2 separate regions of the Anser cygnoides genome follow, and region 2 is linked to region 1. Evidence: chromatin contacts called from public Hi-C data. All regions are on one chromosome and are shown on one strand. The core of a region is the stretch at or near the end of the contact, and the rest is flanking DNA. Distances in the headings are between cores, read along the strand shown.

What was found. A called contact is a pair of places that touch in the nucleus more often than the background predicts.
Region 2: a contact with region 1 is called in a Hi-C map of liver, with 3 times the contacts expected there. The contact joins two enhancer-like sites. A contact is called at or near these places in 2 of 7 Hi-C or Micro-C datasets (both in liver).

What each region holds. Positions count from the first base shown.
Region 1 is chr6:10,483,638-10,487,170 of Taihu_goose_T2T_genome, forward strand. ABCA12 (ATP binding cassette subfamily A member 12) reads right to left here. Exons shown (of 58, transcript XM_066999642.1): 5 at 2,715-2,749. Among named protein-coding and RNA genes, the nearest start is that of ATIC, 15 kb to the right of the region's middle. Within about 2 kb of position 1,969, at least 1 of the 3 cell types and tissues checked has open chromatin away from gene starts, as enhancers often do. A contact at or near this core is called in liver, where this site is marked.
Region 2 is chr6:10,680,950-10,684,482 of Taihu_goose_T2T_genome, forward strand. It overlaps LOC106034489, which reads left to right. Exons shown (of 21, transcript XM_066999647.1): 9 at 1,155-1,245. Among named protein-coding and RNA genes, the nearest start is that of MREG, 44 kb to the right of the region's middle. Within about 2 kb of position 1,907, at least 2 of the 3 cell types and tissues checked have open chromatin away from gene starts, as enhancers often do. A contact at or near this core is called in liver, where this site is marked.

The sequences.
Region 1 (3,533 bases), core at 719-3,218:
CACCAGAAATGGCTGAGCGAGCCTCACTTTGTGCCATTCTGATAATGCAAGGATGGCAGTAAGGACTTCCGAGGGAAAATGTGACTGTGATATTTATCTGGGATATAATTTCTTCCTAGAAGTTAAACTAGAGCACAAATGTAGAGATAATATCCCGTGGCAGTCAGATGACATAGGACGGCATTAACCTTCTCACCAGCACAGGCTGTTTAACGTGTGTGAAGAAACCTAGAGCGCGCAAATAACCTAACATTTAATAGCAGAAGCCAACAACCAACAGATCAACCATCTCCCATAGGAAACGTTTCTCCTTCCAGCACAAGAACAGGAATATTGAGGAGTCTGTGACTTGTAGACACTGGTTTGCATGACAACTCCAGCTGCTGTGTCTTTTCTGCAGCTAGGACCAACACTTTGTCTCCTGCATTTACATGAAGAGACTTAGGAAAAAGGCTAGCAGTGGAATAAAATACTGTAAGCAATTCTGTGCTGCTTTACTATTTTCACATTGCTTCAGGCACTAAGGTTGCCAAGAACTCATCATTTTGAGCCAGACAAGAGCCTTGGGCCTCCATTAATGTAAAACACTGTGTTCCTACACCACTGGTATTTACAGAGACTCACCCAATCCTATGTACTAATGCCACTTTGAGCATTAGAAGTGGGCCAAACAGCTAGGATGCTTTCAGCATCTTGGAAGTGGTCCAGATGGATGTTTTTGATAGTAAAGTACCTTAAATTTCATGGAAAAGCTGTTGAAAATATTAATTAAAAAGTCCTTATCAAACATTGGCTAAATAATGCTTTTAGGAAGGAAAGGAGATGGATTTTGACCCCTCCAAAAAAATCTCACGCATGTGAGAAAGTGGATTAATTCCTGCTCACACTCTGGTGAGGGCACTAAGTAGTTTCAGCAGCACCTCTCCTTGAATATTGAAGTGTCCCTGTAATTCCCTCGGCTTCTAGAGGCACACGTAGCTGGGGCTGCGATGCTGAAAGCTAAGTATGCTCAGTCTGCTGAATGGTAGGGAATCTGGGGGCTTTTGCCTGCACTTGGTAGTAAGGTAAATACATTCAAGCGCTCTCACATGGCAGAGGGCTTCACAGACTGTTTTCTTGCCTGCAGCCAGTTTGGGTACACTGAGTTACTTCCCTATCACTCTCTCCTTGCTGCTGAAGTGAGACCCAAGCAGGGGTTCTCACCACCATCATGGGTTCAGCCATGAGCAGTACCACAGACGTGACTTCTCCTTCTGCTGTGAGCTGAGCAGGAACAATGCAAACGGAGTCGTGGCGAGCGGCATGGTGCATCTGCTAATGATGGACACGTCCGCATGACTGAGGTCTTCCTTGGAGCATGGGGAGGGCAAACTCATGTCTGCCTGCAAAATCCTCAGAAGAAAGAACCCTCTTAAAATTCATAGTCCTTAAATAGCACAAAGCCCCACTTCTACAAACAGTTAAGCACATGCTTAACTCCGCAGACATAACATCAGTGAGGAAGAGCTACCCACGTGTGGGCAGAAAACCCTGTGATGGTATCCTTGCAGGACTGGGGCTCCTGGTTGCAGGAGCCAGAAGCCTCTCCTTGCTGGCAGGAAAGCGCTTTGCATGCCGTGGATGCAACGCAAAGCACCGCAGAAGTCAAATCTTAATGTAATCATCAGTTAGAACTGTCTCATTATTCAAATCTCTAGAAAGCCGTGGAGTCAGGCCTCTTATTTTTACATGAGAGAATGCAAAACCCCTTCTTCCTTTGTCCTGGCCTGGAAGTTGGGGACTCTCCGACAAGATGCTGCTGCACGCATTGGCTCTGAGCCTTTTTTTCTCATTTTCCAGGACGCACAACAAGCGTCGCTTGCAGTTATTTTTTTCCAGAGAGAACAATCAACAGCTATAAAACCAATTCCAAATGCAGCCTGGATCAAGTTTCAAAAGGCCTTAATGCTCTCTGTGTGTGTGTTTGTGCACAATTTAATTTACTGTGGCTACAGAACTGCACTTGTATGACTGTATTTAATTTTTTTTTAATCTCCAAGGCAGTTATCTATGACAGTGAGTGTGTCATAGGACAACATCACTTGCAGCAATTGCACAAATAAGCCTCCAGCCTCTTGCCTTAACAAGCTATACGACCCAGTGATCTTCAGCATGACACTCCTTGCGTTTTATTGCTGGCTGCAAAGATTTGTTTTGAGTCCCTTTCAGTGCCAGAGGTCTTTATTGCTAAATAGCCCTGGCAGTTGAGTAATACGTGAATTTAACGTACTCATACTGGAATGCCCACTTGGAAGGTAGGGAAAATTCAGCTTCAATCATTGCAATCAGCTCTTATTTTTTTGCTCTTTTCCATTCTATCTCTGAGCTTTCTCTTTGCTGTTTGTAAACTACATCCCAAGCTGTCTCACACGCTGTTACAGCTCTTTAGGAAGCAGCCTATCACCTCAGTCCTGCTCGGGCACATGAAAGAGATGATTGAGAGGAGAGAGGGGCAGTGGCAAGTCTCATAAAAGCAGCATCCTACTTGCGCTGCTTTGACAAGACATGAAATAGTCCCGTTCTCCCTGACCACCTTATTAATAATCAAAATCCATCCACAGAACAAAGCTTCGCTGCTAACATTTCAGCTGTCTGTTTGGCAAGATGCATGCGGGGAGGACATGGGAGAATCTTATGAAGAAGAGCACTGAAGCCTATGTGGAACTGTTTCCTACCTGGAAGAGGTCAGAGAAGGTTTCTGCAGGCCAGGCTGTGGACAGGGAATAGAAATAGTGCTTTTGAACATCCTGCATCAAAGCTCTCTTGAACGTACCCCTGTTGCCTCTGGTACACACAGCTATGAAACAGAAAACTTCTGTGACAGCTACCAGCAGTTACAAAATGGAGCTGTGTTACTACTGGAGAAGCCGTTCTAAGTCTGTAAATACGTATCTGAATTTTTAAACAAGTCTGGCTGGTACTTCTCGTGGTGCTTTTCAGCAAGCACTCTGCACTTCCAGCAGGAGCACTGACATCTTACTGGGAGCAAATCCTATGTCTTATTAGGAAAGAACATTATGAAAGCAGCTTAGTACTCTCAGGTATTTCATTTTCTCCCTGGTTCTGGGATCTGGGGTGTAAGTGGGAATACCATCTTTCCTTAAAACAAAAGGTCTGTTTATAGCTCTAACAACTGTAATAAATAAATAAATAAATAAAAATGTAAAGTCTAGAGACATGGGCATCAGAAAGAACACATAGTGCCAAGATATCACAATTTCTGAATGGTTTGGGGTAGCGAAACTGGACTTGTGGTTGTCCCTCTGCCCTTTGCACATGAGACACCAGATTCTAGAAGTTACACTCCCATGACTAGGGGAGAGAAGCACACTAAGCAGCTATCTATCCAGTTAATGCTCCTCTTTTGACCTCCAAGAATTGCAATGAGCTGCTCTCAAACAAGTTACAGATTCAGTATTACTTGCAGAAATAAAAACAACCAGCAGTTTGGCATTCTTGGAGAAAACTCTTATTTTCTAATGGGCTGTTCACAG
Region 2 (3,533 bases), core at 657-3,156, 200 kb after region 1:
CTTTGGGTTATGGGAGTCATGATTAGGGTTTCTGTTGCTGTTCTTTGAGGCACAGTTTGCTTCAGGTGTGTAAAATTCAGGCAATTGGGTTCTTGGTATATGAAATAATGACAGGCTGGGGAAAGTGGATGGGGTGTGGGATGGGATGGGACGGGATGGGACGGGACGGGATGGGATGGGATGGGATGGGATGGGATGGGATGGGATGGGATGGGATGGTAGGCTTACCACACGTTACCGATACCAATGTTTAAAAGTTATAATCATACTATTTGATGACCTTTCGGTAATGGCACAACCAGTATCATGTCCGAATTTATTATTTGTACAGAATTTTCTCCTGTGCTGTGTGGTTAAGACCACGACCCCTCAGCTCTGAAGCCTCAGCTTCTTTCCAAGCCTGGCACAGGGCTGGCTCTCCCTGCTAGCCCAGACTCTGCTAGAGCTGATTTTGGGGTGCAGGTGCTGGGCCATGGGATGGGCAACAGGGCTTGGGAAAGAGCTTGTGAGCATCGTAAAGGCATGTGGCTTCTGGCTTCCAGGAGGTTTTGGTGTGCTGGCATCAGAGCTTTTGTCTATCCCCCTCATAATAGGCGAGCGTCTCACTGTCTGTAACACATCCCCCTTCCTCAAACCCTGTATTTCGGTGTGGAAAAGGCAGTAGAGGGTGTCTTATCTCCAGATTTACAGGGGACTTGCTGCAAGGGCTGAACCCAGGCCTCCCAAGCTCCAGGCTCAGCCTCACATCACCAGCAGCTCCTGCCCTCTTCCTCCACAGCCGCCGGGCCGGAAAAAGCTGTGGCCATAATCTGGTGTTAAATCTCTTCTGATCAAGTAGCTTTGCTCTTAACAAAATAATCCTATAGAATGACTTGGCTCTCAGCTGGGAGCAGTAGGAAGATCTGGGCAGTGTATTACAGGCAGGGCACAGCACCAGGAAATTAAGCTTTATTATGTGTGCTCTGGCAGCGGAGCGCACACAGAAGTGATGTTTATGGCATTCGTGCCACCGTTCTTTCTTAATTCCTAATTCTTTTCCTATCACAGTATGGTTGGGATGTTCTCTTAGGGGAAAGCAAGGCTAATTTCTGTTTTTTATTTCTGTTTTTTTTATTTTTTATTTTTTATTTTTTGTTGTCGTTGGTTTTTTTAAGCTGACAGATGAACCAAGGGCTCTGCCCTGCCTGTCTGTGTTCACTCCTGGAGCGAGCAAGTCAGATGGGGCAAGAGCCAGACCTATCAAAGGTAGGTTCAACACCAAAATTGCTCCAGCTTGATCCCCTGACACCCACTGTCCTCTTCTGCTGACAGCCATGAGGCCGAGACCACCAGTATGTTCCCTTCTTGGAGCCCAGGGCTGTCAGGGTTCGGAGGCAGGGCAGTCATTGTGGTGAGCATCACCACTGCTGCCCAGACCCACAGAGTAAGGGGCAGGGGAGTCCCTTTGAGACCAGCTTGTCTGGCATATGGGAGCTCGTTAATCAGGCTGCAGATTAGTAATCTGGTGTTTAAAAGCATTATCATACTTTTTCCTCCCAGCTTTAGGAGCCTGGTAGTGGTAATTAAAGTCCGAAGCCCTGGTTTCAGTTCCTTTCTAATTTAAAGATTAGATACCAGCTATACTGAAAATCTTTTTCCATTTACCTTTGCCAAATCTTGAAAAAAAAGTGGAGTCATGACCCAAAGCAAAATCTCCAGCCCCTGTTAAGTCGCTGGCATGCTCCTTTGCCTCTGAGAAAGTCAGTTACATTGGGGTTTTCCCATATTTTGTTGTAGGGCATCGTAGTACTGATGATCAGAGAACCTGTCTCCAAAGATCTGTTCCATGGAAACAGTCATGATTTTCAGATGAAAATTTTAATTTCCTTCTCTGGAAATAACAGTGCTTACTGAACTTTCAGTTAGTTTTCGTCCATGTTTGTGAAATATTTTGCTGAACGTGGCCAAAAGGAGGGGCATAGAGGGCAGACCGGTAGTTTTCAGTACAAAAAAATCCTGAGAAAATTTTCAGGGGAAAATGAGGAGATGCCTTCAGTTCATCAGAGTGTAAAGGGCTCAGCCAGCTTGAGACTTCCCTATTTCAGATATGGTGCAGATACCCAATAAAGTCAACTCTTCTCACCTCTAGAGCTGCAAATGACACATTTATAATAGGATCCTCAGGAACAAGGGGCTCCGGGTTCAGCCTGAGTTTTTTAACACTTCTCAGGCTCTGTGTGAGCTTGAGCCTTCTCTTCATTCACCACGTTAATGCTAAACGCTGCTGAAACCACCAGGTCTCCCTCCAATAGATTTCCTATTAAAACTATTTATTTTACAGGATCTCTCTGTTCCCAAATATATACTAGTTTAACATTTCTGGAAAAGGTTTGGCTAGGCTTCCTCGGAACTGGACCTTTGCTCCCTCCCAAGGTTCATGAACCTTCACAACTCTCTAGGTGAACTCAGCCTGACTTTCCCATATATAACCAAATCCCAGGCCAGGTCAGTCTCATTTGGTTTCGTGTTTCACTATAGGCATTTTTTCACAGCTCCAGTTTTAAAGACCTGAGCGTGGGACAGATACAGGGCTCCCATAAATGCAGGCCATGGCCATGATAATCTTTGTGCATCCCATTTGTTGTATATGATGTTGAAATGTATTTCCCTGTAGCAAAATCCTGGAGTCACTGGGATGTGAATTACTAGCAAAGCAGAAATGGAAGAGGAGTGTTTATGGTTCATATGTTAAAATAATTCCTCCAAGGTTTGATGTACTCCCAGCCTCACACTAATTCTGTTTGGTCTGAGGCATTGTGAGTTTGCAAAAGTACCCAAAACGTTGAGGGAGGAAGCTCAGTTTGTTCTGAAATGACCACAAAAGGGCAAAGGCATTGGCTAGAAATGCACGCTATAATGCATAGTATGCAAAGTCTGCCAAAAAGTCTGAATTAGACAATTCTCTCCTGCTGTTTCCTTATAAGAGCCCAAAGAGGCGGTGCTTTATGTCAAGAAGCATGAGTCAATCCTCAGAGGAGGATGCTCAAATGGAAAACAGATCGGAGGAGGGCTCTGCAGGCTGTGCTGCTGCAGGTCCTGTCCCTTGAAGTGAAAAGCAGAGGAAGGGAGGAAAAATGGGATCGGTAACAAATGATGTGATGGCAGAGTGTCAATCACAGCGGAATTTCAGCCTGGCCCCGTATTACAGCGGCGCTGGGAGTGCTGTTCCAGCAAAGGCTGCGTCAGCACTTTGTTTAGCTTATACACCAATTTATTATCTGCCCTTTGGGCTGAGGCTGATTTTTCTAGGAGTTAACCTGGCAACAGCTCTCATCGTGTATTTTCAGCTAGCGCGTAGCTCAAGAGTTGTTTAACCTCTCACCTCTGCAGCCTCGGCCCTGGCTTATCCTATCACGGCGCAATTTGCTTGGAGTGGCTGGAGATGTAAGCCTGAAATGCAGGCTCTGCAGCAAAGACAGGGGGTTGCACAAAGCTCCCACACTCAGAAAACGCCTGCATGCTGTCCCCTCAGCCTGAAAGTCTCCTTGGAGGCG